4 separate regions of the Mus musculus genome follow, and all the other regions are linked to region 2. The links are chromatin contacts, called in public Hi-C and promoter capture Hi-C maps. All regions are on one chromosome and are shown on one strand. Each heading gives the region's core, a stretch centred on a gene start, on an enhancer-like site or on the middle of the called end of the contact. The rest is flanking DNA. Distances are from core to core; before and after follow the strand shown.

The links. A called contact is a pair of places that touch in the nucleus more often than the background predicts. Capture Hi-C pulls out chosen DNA fragments and counts their contacts.
Region 1: a promoter capture Hi-C map of liver shows a contact between it and region 2, with 2.4 times the contacts expected there. The contact joins the promoter of Josd2 here to the promoter of Emp3 in region 2. A contact is called at or near these places in 1 of 484 Hi-C or Micro-C datasets (B cells), 1 of 115 datasets of contacts at active chromatin or transcription factors (pancreatic cancer cells) and 2 of 9 other capture datasets (adipose tissue and liver).
Region 3: a contact with region 2 is called in a promoter capture Hi-C map of adipose tissue, with 2.9 times the contacts expected there. The contact joins the promoter of Syt3 here to the promoter of Emp3 in region 2. A contact is called at or near these places in 2 of 9 other capture datasets (adipose tissue and liver).
Region 4: a contact with region 2 is called in a Hi-C map of B cells, with 5 read pairs. The contact joins the promoter of Il4i1 here to the promoter of Emp3 in region 2. A contact is called at or near these places in 6 of 39 promoter capture datasets (the 3T3-L1 cell line, erythroid cells, hippocampal neurons and 2 more), 2 of 484 Hi-C or Micro-C datasets (B cells and uterus) and 3 of 115 datasets of contacts at active chromatin or transcription factors (Th17 cells, heart atrium and large pre-B cells).

The regions. Positions count from the first base shown.
Region 1 is chr7:44,466,634-44,469,385 of GRCm38.p6, reverse strand. It overlaps Josd2 (Josephin domain containing 2), which reads right to left and starts at 1,406. Exons shown (of 5, transcript NM_001205071.1): 1 at 1,196-1,406; 2 at 417-579. The coding sequence starts at 562. Aspdh (aspartate dehydrogenase domain containing) reads right to left here. Exons shown (of 7, transcript NM_026690.1): 4 at 2,573-2,722; 5 at 2,281-2,501; 6 at 2,053-2,207; 7 at 1,635-1,743. The coding sequence ends at 1,700.
Region 2 is chr7:45,920,076-45,922,842 of GRCm38.p6, reverse strand. Emp3 (epithelial membrane protein 3) reads left to right here and starts at 1,417. Exons shown (of 5, transcript NM_010129.2): 1 at 1,417-1,601; 2 at 2,439-2,554. The coding sequence starts at 2,477.
Region 3 is chr7:44,382,581-44,385,448 of GRCm38.p6, reverse strand. It overlaps Syt3 (synaptotagmin III), which reads right to left and starts at 1,323. Exons shown (of 11, transcript NM_001114116.1): 1 at 1,273-1,323; 2 at 500-643. It also overlaps a transcript of 1700008O03Rik not described here.
Region 4 is chr7:44,834,919-44,837,783 of GRCm38.p6, reverse strand. It overlaps Il4i1 (interleukin 4 induced 1), which reads right to left and starts at 1,496. Exons shown (of 8, transcript NM_010215.3): 1 at 1,468-1,496; 2 at 1,247-1,280; 3 at 918-1,153; 4 at 296-408. The coding sequence starts at 1,259. Il4i1b (interleukin 4 induced 1B) reads right to left here. Exons shown (of 9, transcript NM_001171024.1): 4 at 918-1,153; 5 at 296-408.

The DNA.
Region 1 (2,752 bases), core at 157-2,656, 1.5 Mb after region 2:
GCCTTGTGTAACATGGGAACAGCCTGTTGGAGGCCTAGGAGTACATCGAAGGATGAAGCTGCAGAAAGGTAGGCAAGGACCCGAGCACACAAGGCCTTGAGTTCAGCCTGAAGGCCCGGGGCTAGTCCCTAGGAGTTCTGGGGAACCAAAGAGGGATAGAAGCAGAGGAGGGGGCAAGCAGCTGTGGGGCTGTGTGTAGGACGACCAGGAGAAGAAAAACAGACAGCTGGGAGGTTGTGACAGAGGCTCAGATAAGAGAGGTTGAGGCCAAAGCTGGGGCTGAGGCTGTGAGAAGCAGCAGGTGGGAGGGCAGGCAACAGCTCCTGGATCGGAGCCTTGGCCCTGCTAGGGTCCCAGGAAGGCTCCCGTGCCTCTCTGAGCCCTGCTCTTCCAGGGCGGGGAACAATGGCAGTCACCTCTTGCAGATTTCGTCGGCAGCCTCCTGGCTAAAGAGCTGCTCTTGAAGGACGTTGTTGAGAGCATGGACAGCACACAGCTCTAGCCGCTGCCGCTCATGATACACTGAGGGTGGACTCGGCCTTGCTTCCGGAGCCTGAGACATGCCCTCCTCAGCTCCTGCTGCGGGGTGGGACAAGGAGGTGTTAGGCACCTAGGATCTTGCTCATTCGGTTCTCTAGATTCCTGGGTCCCTGGGCAATGGACATTGAGATGGGCACTGGGGCTAGCTTAGGAGGCCGTGAGGCCCTGACCCTATTTCCCAGGCTGTCTCCAGAGCACAGAGACACCTTTTGAGCCCAGTCCTGGGAGTGGGGGGAGTAGAGGCTCTCATCTGCTCACCTGGCAATAGAGACCCACCCCCACTACATGTCTCCAAGCAAAAGGGTCCTGATCATCATCACCTAGCAATGGACTACCACCCCTTCTGTCCCTAGGAAACAATACCTTTTTAGTTCCCAAGCAACAGAACAACCCCACCCTCTGGGTATCCTGGTCCGTTTTCTGATCACCTAGCAATGGAGGACTCCTCCTTTCCCGTCTCTGGGTAACAGGGTCTCTTCTGGTCGCCTAGCAACGAAAGACTTCCCCTCCTCAATAACCAGGGTTCTCGCCTCCCTTCACCTGGCAACGAGGCCCTCTACCAGTTACTAAGCAACAGGAGCCCCCACCTTTTCCTGTCACCTGGCAACCAGGCACACTCCCACCCGCCTTTGCTTGTCGCCCGCCTGGCCCTCACCCCGCCGGCCTTTCTGCTCCCCGGGACCGACCGCTTTCGCATTCCCTAGGCAGCGACCGGGTGGTAGCACGCTGACTGAGCAGGCGAAAGGGACTACAGCTCCCGGCGACTTGCGCGCGCCGAACTGCGATTCCCGAAGGCCTCCGTAGGGCGTCTAAATAGGACGCGCAGTCCGGAAGTCCTCCGGGGCTGCTCTGCCGCGTGGGACTACAACTCCCATCGGACAAAGCAGCCAGTTCTCGTTCTCTCCCAGGGCTCACTGCTGCCTAGAGGTTTCTGGGAGTTGTGGTAACGAGTGATCTCGCGATAGCTTTCAGGGGGCTGGTTTGTGTATGAGCTCGCACGCTGCTGCTATGGCGTCATACTCAGTGTGTAGCTGAAGCGTGACGACATAGAGGTGGGGACAAGGAACCAAAGAGGCCAAAGAGAACAGTGGGCTGAACTCTGATGTTTACTGGGACCCATAGTTGTCAATATGACAGTAAGGGTAGTAGGGGAGGAGACTCAGCAGAGGTGGATCCCAGGTCTGGAGGTGAGCTGACAGCAGCCTGTGGGGAGAATGAAAAACTAGGATGACAACACAGACACATGCAGGTGGCCATGGTGGACGTGGGTTTTGGAAAAGGTAATGTGGTACAAGTCAAGGAGGATACTCAGAAAGAGATGTGGCATGTGGATGTAGAGACCTAGAGGGGGACCCAGATGCTGAGAGAAAGCGGGGCGGGGAAAGAGAGGCTCATAGAGCCTGGGAGTGAGAACTAAGAATGAGAAAAGACAGAAAACTGGGGTTGGGACACCCAACATGTGAGCTCTGCCGAGCACAAACGCCAAGGGACCCTTGGAGGGGCCTGCCGCACCCAGTAGGCTGTGCCAGAAGGCTGTAACAGTAGCAGAGCCGGTGACAGCGCCAGGCTGGGCTGGGTTCTCTCTGTGGGTGTGCACGGCAAAGCTGCGACCTGAAGGCCCTGGGGGTCCTAGCAGCTCCACATCCACCACGTGCATGTCGGTGAGGCTGCAGCCGGCAGAGAAGTGCAGTCAGTCCACCCGGAGTGTACACAGCTGTGCCACCTACGCCCTGTGCTTACCTAAGGTCAGCCACAAGCACCCCAATGACACGGTCGAAGCCTAGACTGGGGGCAGCCAGGGCAGCAGCTGCCATGGTGTTAGAGTTTCGGGGGGCCAAGGGACAGAGCCCACGCACAGGGCCCTCATAGAGCACTGTGCGGGGCCCACTACTGTGGGCTGCAGCCAGGGGTCCCTCCAGCCGGAAGCCATCAGGATGTGTGGCCATGGTGACTCGAAGGCTCTGGAAGCAATGGCAGGGTCAGGAGATTGAGACTCTTACATGTTCCGTCTGGCAGCCCAGACAGTCCTCACCTGGAGGCCTCCGGCTGCATCCAGTCTGCTGATGTCTTCACTGCCCCATAGGGCCCCTCGGGCCACAAACACAGTGTGGCCCCAGCGCTTTGAAGCCTCCAGGAGCTGCTGCTCTGTGGTCTGGTCAGCCAGAGCTGAGGGGGATCCCACCTTGGGACACGGATGGTAGAGAGAGGCAAG
Region 2 (2,767 bases), core at 168-2,667:
AGTGGAGCTTCCTTGCTCCTGGTCCACACTCCTCCCAGGCCTGGGATGCAGCCTCCTGTCCCTGCAATCATGGAGAAGTACAAGCTTCCATCCCAGCCCCCCAATTTTGTCCTCAGTGACCCACTCTCTACTCTCTCCAGGGTCAGAGTTAGACTTCCCCTTGTTTCTGTCCCCCTCCTCCATCCATCCTCATTTAAGATTCCAAACTTTAGCTTCCGGACGCACTGGCCTCAAGTCTTTGCCCTTTCTCCAATTACTAGAGCCAGAGTTCCCTCGACTCCACTCGGGGCTCCAAAGCCCGCTCTAAGTTGTACAGTATTACCAGGCACTGCTCTAGATCTAAGCTAGCCGCGATGCTATCCCTCTTTTACAGATGAAGGAAAATAGTGGAGACGTCATCAGTAACGCCTATGGTCACACTGCCAATGGATGCTGCAGAGGCTGTGCTGTGTGGTACCCAGCTCCCAGTCTCGCAATCCCCAAGCCAGCTGGTCACTCACCCCTGCAGGCTTAGGTCATCACACCCAGCTCTAGCACCATCATCCAGATCCCCAGCCCTAACTTCATCAGTCCTAGTTCATCACCCACAGCCCCTAACTCTGAGAATAAATGATAGTTCACACTATAACCCTGGGACTAGAGTGCTGTGAGAATTCTAATGGCCTCCCACAGCACTTACAGTAAAATCCTGATTCCTCCATGACTTCCAAGTGAATCCTCTGCTGTCCCGCTCACCACACCCTACGCTCTCTGTGCTCCAGACACACTGGCCATTCTGTCTGCTCTCCAAACGGCCAGCGTTTCTTCTCAAAGCTTGGGACATTTTCTCCCTAGTATCCAAATGACTCAGGTCAAATAGCACCTCCTCCAAGAAGCTTTCCAGGATTATCCTTTTTAAATTAGCATCTGCCCACCTAGTCATTATTGCCATCCGTCTATTTTCTTTATTGACTGTGTATTATACCCACTATATAGATTAGCAAACTGAGGCCCAAGTAAGTGAAATAATCTATCCCAGGCCACACAACCATGGAATGGCAACATTGGCATTCTTTAAAGCTATATCCTGCTCCTTCCCGTAATTTCATACTTTTTGTCCTGCCATGAGCCAGCCCAAAGTTTGATCTGTGTCACAGGATCTGGCCTTCTACAGATTCTTGTGTCATCTACTCTGCCCCAAACTTCATCAAAGAGAGCAGGCATCCAGTCCAAGAAGGTAACATGCTCCACCCCAGGGCCTCAAGGACTTCTCATCTGAGCCCTGAAAGGAGGTCCCAGAACATGCCTTCTGTGTGACTGGGTGGGCAGAGAATAAGGAACCAAGATTTCGTGCCCTCCCCTGACTGGAGACCTCAGCTGGGCGAGGCTAAAGTGGATATAAAAGGGTTGGTATATATTGAGAGTCGAGAGAAGCAGAAAACCACCAGAGGAGAGAGAGAAAGGGAGGGAGGGAGAAGGCAGACGGAGAAGGGTGGGTATTAAAGGGTGGGAGGAAGGCGGTGAGGGAGGCGGGGGCCTCAGAGTGGAAGGAGGGAGCAGAAGGGCGGGGCAAGAGGCCCAACGAGGACAGACTCCAACTCTGACTTCTTCAGCAACTCTCGGTAAGTTTTTCAATCCGTTATTCAGATGGGGCTTTATTTACTGGGCGGCATGGCACCATGGGCGGGGCACCTTAGGCAGGAAGAGACCCTCCACTCTTAGCTCCAGAGGAGACTGGTAATTGAAGAACTGATCTCTCAGCCTTTGTAGTGGGAATACAGGAGAGCTTAGAGCTGTCTATGAGACTTGTCCCAACAGAGCCCACCATGAAGAATGTCCTGTGGCTTCTCCCTGGGGTCTTCCACTCCCTTCTTAGATGAAGGGGTGCAGGAGGGCTCCCAGGGCTGGCTGAGTTCTCTGGACACTGAAGGGTGGTAGGAGGTGGTCTCTCCACTCAGACCACACCCTCCCTGCTGCAAATCCACCTCCCTGAGTGTCTAGAGCCGGGGTCTGCAGTCAGGTCGGGTGAGGACCAGAGACTCAGCCAGAGGCTGGCATTTCCCTGGTGTTGGAGGGAGGGGGGATGAGTCACTCGTGACTCACTCCAGGAGAAAGAAGAGAGTCAGTGAGTCAAGGATGCCTGTCCCGGGGGCAATTCCTGCTCCTGATGGTTCATATGGAGACCCACACGGCCCAGGGACAGAGTGTTGAAGATGCACCAGCTCACTGTTAGTCCTGCCCGTTCCTCTGTCTCCCAAAAGTCCATCTAGGACAGTCTCTGCCCGCCTCCAAGAGCAGGAGTCCCCTGGCTTGCCCTTCTCCCCAGGGAGGAACTGCTCGGCCTACTCCCCTTCTCCCTCACACCAGAGACTTCCCTACCTCCCTGGCCCTCCTCTCTGATTTAGAAAGCCATTCTCCAGCCCTCCTCCCCTAGGATTGAGTGCTCCCACCCTTTGCAGGCTTGCCTCTCCTGCCCTGAGCCAGACATCTGGCAGCCATGTCACTCCTCCTGTTGGTGGTCTCTGCCCTCCACATCCTCATTCTTGTCTTGCTTTTTGTGGCCACTTTGGACAAGGTAAGTTTCCAGCTCACTGGGAACCCCAGATATAGCCCATCTCTAAGACCCCACCTACCTGCCTCTGCTTCCCTTCCTCCCTACCTCTGTGCCTCCTCCTCCCCACTCCTCCCCTTCCCTACTCTTACTTCTGCGTGTGTACTTTCCCCTGGCCTAGCCCATGCATTTGGCCATCAGGAGTCATCCCCACTCTCCCTGACATCTTTTGTCCTG
Region 3 (2,868 bases), core at 74-2,573, 1.5 Mb after region 2:
AGTCGGGTAGCCAGGGAAAGATAGACACAGAATTCGGAGTATAGAGGTTCAGGACAGAGGCTGGGGAACAGCGTGTACTTCATTATATCCGAGACATGGTGCACACACAGAGAGAAGTGAAGCCAGGGAGGCAGGGGTGTGGGCAGAAATACCTTCCAATGAGACACAGGTAGATCAGAAGAGAGAGAGAAAAGATGCTGAATTCCAGGTTGGACAACCAGACAATGGCTGGAGACCTCAGATACAAGGCAAGAGAAGAGAGTTGGGAACACAGACAGACAGAAGCATGGTCAGTTTAAAAAAAAAAAAAAGGAGAACAGGAGAGAGAGGTGGAGGTGGGCGAGGAGGGAGTAACACAAGGTAAGGTTTGGAGCTAGACATTAGACATCGGTGGGAAAGAGCCCCCCCCCCCCCCGAGGGAAAGAACGAGGGCCAGACAGTCAAGAGAAGCCAGGCTGCTAAGGAAGACTGACTGCCATTTGGCCAGGGTCAGACTCACCTGTGCTTACCCCTGCCTTGTCCTGGGTGGCAGCCGAGGCGGCGGGGGGCGGTAGCCCATGGGGATTGCAGGGTGGACGAGCCTAGCCGCTGCGGACCGGTCTCCACGCTTGCCAGGTGGCAAGAAGGGGGGCTGGTGACTGATCTAGGGACCCAAATCGGGAGGGAAAAAATCAGCCCAAGCTTTGCATCTTGCCCGACTCGAAGTAGCTGCGCGACCCCAGATGACCCCGGTGAGGTCCAGCCGCCCCCTCCCACCTCCGTGCCCCCAGCAGCTAGTTAAAAGCTTAGGGACTACAACTCCCAGCTGGTCTTGCTGCTAGTGCTACTGCAGCTTTATCGCACCAGAGCTGCAAGGGCTGCTGGGAGTTGAAGTCCTCAATGCGTCTCCGGTCTGCAGAATATGGGATTTTTTGGGGGAGTGGTGCTGGAAGGGTTAAAATGTCAGGGTCCCAAGACGCTGCAGGAGAGGGGAAAGGAGTCCAAGATCTCCAGAGGTCACGTAGCTCTAATCACTTAGGGGTCATGAGATGGGTCACTAATCCCCATACTCTGGGGATGGGTGGGCAAGGGTGAAGTGCACCCAGGTGTATTGGAATCAAGATCCCCCTTTTTCCAGGGCCACGTGCCCCTCCCCTGGAGCGTCCAGCTGGCACTGCAGACTCAGCTCCCCAGCTCCAGATGCGCCCCTATTTGCACCGACCTCCGCGCCCCCACTTGGGGCCGCCCCCTTGGGATGAGGTTGGGGCGGGGGAGGGGGAGGGGCGGACTCACCGGAGCCCCGGCTGCTGCAGCCCGGAGCGCGCGCGCGCCCGCCTGCCCGCTGCCGCGGTGCCCGCCTGGCTCCTCCCCACCCCTGTCGCAGCTCCTCGGCTCCTCCCAAGCCCTTTCCCCCCCCCTCCCCCGCCAGCCCATGCAACCCAAAAGCCAAAATCCGTATGGCCCTAGTGTGCACCTCCCTGGACTCTGGTTGCAGTTTCGCCCCAGTTGAGAGGCCACCTGAGGGAACTAGAAGGTTAGGATTCAGAGGTCCCAGGCCACAAAAACTCCTTTCTCCAGGGAGCAAGATCTCAGGGTTTACAGCTGAGCAGGCTGGAATGAAAGCTGGCCACAGTAAGTCTCATATTTTAGGTAGAGCCACAGGCACTGGATTTGAATCCTGCCCTAGTCCCCTTGAGACTCTTAGCATCCCAGATCCCGATGTCCAGCACAATACAATGAAATTATCTCCTAAGGGATGTAGTTTGAGAAACCAGTCAGTGTGCATCAAAAACACTGGCACCAAGTGGGTGCTTAATGACTACTTACAGGCACAGAGCATCCGGTTTTTACCACATTAATAGCAGCTAATGAAAATTGCCACTCACCATTACCAATGTTAGGAGTTAAGAGCTTTGAAGATGGCTTCTCATGGAATATTCACTTTGGTATAAGGATGAATGCAATCAAGGTATTCCCATTTCACAGAACAATTGAGGCCCGTGGAGATTCAATTCCTCCCACGAGGTCCTGATCTACACAAAAGCAGCCCAGAGGGGTGGCTTGGAAGTTAGTGTCTCACTCAATTGCTATTGTCCTCCCGCCAGCCAGTTATACAAAATAAACACAGCTTCCAAGGCCTGATGGCAGAGACCTTTCATCCCAGTTGCTCTGGATGGGGAGGGAAGAGGATAGAAAGTTCCAGGTCAACCTGGGCTACGGATGAGTTCAAGACCAGCCTCTGCAGATTGAGTGAGACCCTGTCCAAAAATAAGAGAGAGCTGGGGATGTAGTGCAGCAGTAGAAGCCCTGTCTAGAATCCTCCAGTGAGGAGCTGGGGGCATTGATGAGAAGTGGAGCCTTTGTCTAGTAGAATCTCCCAGGAAAGCAAAGCGCTTGGTCTGATAGCCTAAAAAACCAGTGTTTGCTTGGCATATCTGAGACTCTGGGTTCAAAGCAACTCTTCCCCTTGTAGCGTATGCATGCAATTTGCAGTTGTTATATATCAGAAGCCTCCGAAAAAGATAGCTGGCTCCATCCAGGGTCCATGTTTATGCTGCTAGCATCTTCTCACAGGAGTCTGAGGAAGCATGCACGGGGGCCTGGCCACCAAAGGTGCGGCGAACGGCCTTAGTGGCTAGTCAGCTCCATGCCAGCCATGGAGCTCAGCCTGACCAGGCGGTGACACACACTCAGAAATGTGCACACAGATGGGCTTGCCAGCTTCACGTGACACATCTTCAAAGAAACACTGTGAGTCTGAGGCAGCTCAGATGCTGCGAGGCAGCTGCAGCAAGAACCAGCCATCTGTGCGACTCGGGAAAATGCATGCGTGTTTAATGCCAGCTCAGCACACTGTATGACTTCCGCTGGGTTAGTTCCTAACTGCCT
Region 4 (2,865 bases), core at 247-2,746, 1.1 Mb after region 2:
AAGGTCTAGACCCAACTTTTGACTGGGTGGGAATAGGGGTGAAACTGGAGATGAGTTGGAGGTGTAGCTTGAAGCCCAAAGTTCTATAAGCATTACCTCAAAACACAGATACTGGTGCCTGGACTGGGGATAGAGCTTGCTTCTGGTTGAGCCCAGACCAAGAATGAGGCTGGGATTGGCTGAGCCTGAATCTGGGACGGGAGTTGGCAAAATGTGGGAGTGGGTATGGAACTGGGCTCTGGCTAAACCTTGGTGTAGAGGTGGGGCTCTGCTGCCTGGGTAGGTGGGACCTCACCTGTGAGAGCTGGGCATTCGCATGGCCCCAAGCTCCCCTATCCAGCCTGTCTTCTCATCCCGGAAAGTGAAGATACGGCCCCCAATCCTGTTATCTGCCTCCAGGATGGTGACCTAAAGAAAAGCGGCCAACAGGGACCTCAGCTCCCTCACTACATTCCCACTAGCCCCTGCCTGTCTTGCCCCCAATAGTAAAGGACACCTAGAATAGAAGGGCCTTTCTTCTGGGTAGGAGGGGCTGCTCGGAAAGAAAGGTCTCAAGACTGTAGCAGGAAGACTAGCAGATGGACTGTAGAGGGACTTCCCAGCTTAAGGCAGGAAGAGGGGGATTTCCTAGTTTGTACAGAAGAGTTGGGGCTGGCCCAATCTCATTCCTAGGGTTAGGTGAGGGATACTCTCCCTTGAGGATTTCTCAGGCCCCTTACCTCCAAATCCCCATCTCAACTCTTGACAGTTACATTAAGAAGAGGAAGTAGGCCTTCCCTCCAGGACGGGTAAGTGGAGTGCAGTGGGTCAATGAAATGGGGGCTCTAGGAAAGGGTAGCTTCTCTCCGTCACACTACCCAGGACTCCCCACCAGCAGCAGGAAAGGCTCCCTGAGGACTACAGGCAGCACTTCTCACCTTGTGTCCTGCATCACTGAGCATCTTGGCTGCTACCAGCCCTGCCACGCCTGCACCAACCACTACCACCTTCTGGGGCTTCGAAGTCCGATTGAGGCCCAAGGTCACCACCTTGAGTAGCTGCTCATAATCGTGGTCCTCCATACACTTCTCAATAGGGTTCAAGCTGGAGGCTGCCTTCCAGTCCAGAGAGCCTGCCAGACCAAGGAGGGTGGCCGCCAGGACAAGACGCAGGGCTGGCAAAAGGACAGGGTCAGCACATAGGCACCAGAAGTGCAGGAGTCAGCCGTAACCCCAGCACTCCCTCCTCCTCTTGGCTGCTCACTTACCCAGCCCAGCCATGGCTCAAGTGGCAGCTGCTGTCTGAGTGAAGAAGTAGGGGGTCAATGTGGTGGGGCCAGGGATCCCCAGCCTGTCTCCCTCCTTCCTCTCTGGGCATGTATTTCCCCAGACCTAATCTTGACCATTATGGCCTGGCTCCCTCCCCTCCTGCTTTCCAGCCTTGGGTTCTGGGTTCCAGTCATTGCCACCACCCTCCATGTAGCTCTACCTTCAGCTCTCTTGGGCAGGACTGCAGAGCAGAGCCTCTGCGACTCTCCCCTTAAAAGTAGCCAGCCCCGCCCACTCACCTCCCTCGGGAATTAAAAGTGCTTTCCTGAGCTAGGGTCAGATGCTGGGGGAGGTGATGGGAATAAATATCACAGGAGGAAGTAACTCAGTCTATTTTTCTTCTTCCTGCTTCAAATAGCTTTGGGGAAGCTGGGGGTGGGGACTACCCACCCAGGTGGCAGTGTTGATGGTGGACCCTGTGCTCTAGGCTTCTTGGACTTTTGTCTTGGGTCTGCCCATCCCCTCCCCATCTCTCCAAGAATGTCTGTATGAAATGGGCACACACAAGTCTGGGGCCTTTCACATTTGAAGCCCATATAGGCCTACTCATGTCACATGGTCCAGCACAATGGCAGGAATGGAGCCAGGTCAGGGCCTGCATATAGCACCTGGCCAGGTCCAGAACCTGTTTGCTGCAGCTGCAGGAACATGGGCAGGACTGGTTGGTGATGGCTAAGTGGCCACTTGTCCTTTGTCCTTCCTGCTTTGTCTTAAGTACTGCTGGGCAGCAGACTCTAGACTGACACCTCAGAGAAATGACCCTAGAAGCCTCTGCCAAAACTGGTGAGGTGAGGCAACAGGATGCAGGGGGTTTTCCTTGGGGTTGGGGAGAAGATGGGTTAGGAGAACAGCTAGGGTGGGAAATCACAGAGAGCGCAGGCTGGGGAACTCCAGAGCCCATTAAGTAGATGGTGGTTGGTGTATATGTGTGCTCTGTGGCAAGTGCAGTCATGCAGGCTGGAGACCTCAGGTCAGGCAGAACTCTGGCACAGTACTTGGTCTCAGTCTTACAGAGGAACTGACAGTCCTGGGAGGAGGGTGGAGTGGGCAACATCTGCTTCACAGCCTGGAATTTATTTTGGCTCTTTGAGATAGTTTCTCTGTGTACCCCTTGGCTGTCCTGGTATCAGAGATCCACCTGCCTCTGCCTCCATTGTGTGGGGATTAAAGGTGTGTGCCATTACATTTCAACTTATTTATAGACAGGATTTCATTCTGTATACCAGGCTGGCCTCAAACTCCCTATGACCCCCTCCCTTCCCTGAAGACAAGAATACCAGCAGCATCTGTTGCCAGTGCTCCTCCTCAGCTTCTGGAGTTCATTCTGCACCAGTAAGACAGCCCTAAGTTGCCATGGTAAGAGTAAAGGTAGGCCTGGCATACAGGGACTACAGCTTTGAATTTTAAAAGTTTTCACTTATGTGGTTGAGTTTTGCCTTTATGAATGTTTATGTACCATGTTTATGTCTGTCTGTTGCCCAAAGAGGCCAGAGAAGGACATTGGATCTGCTGGCATGGAAGTGACCAGTGGTTGTGAGCTCCCAGGAAGGTCTTGGAA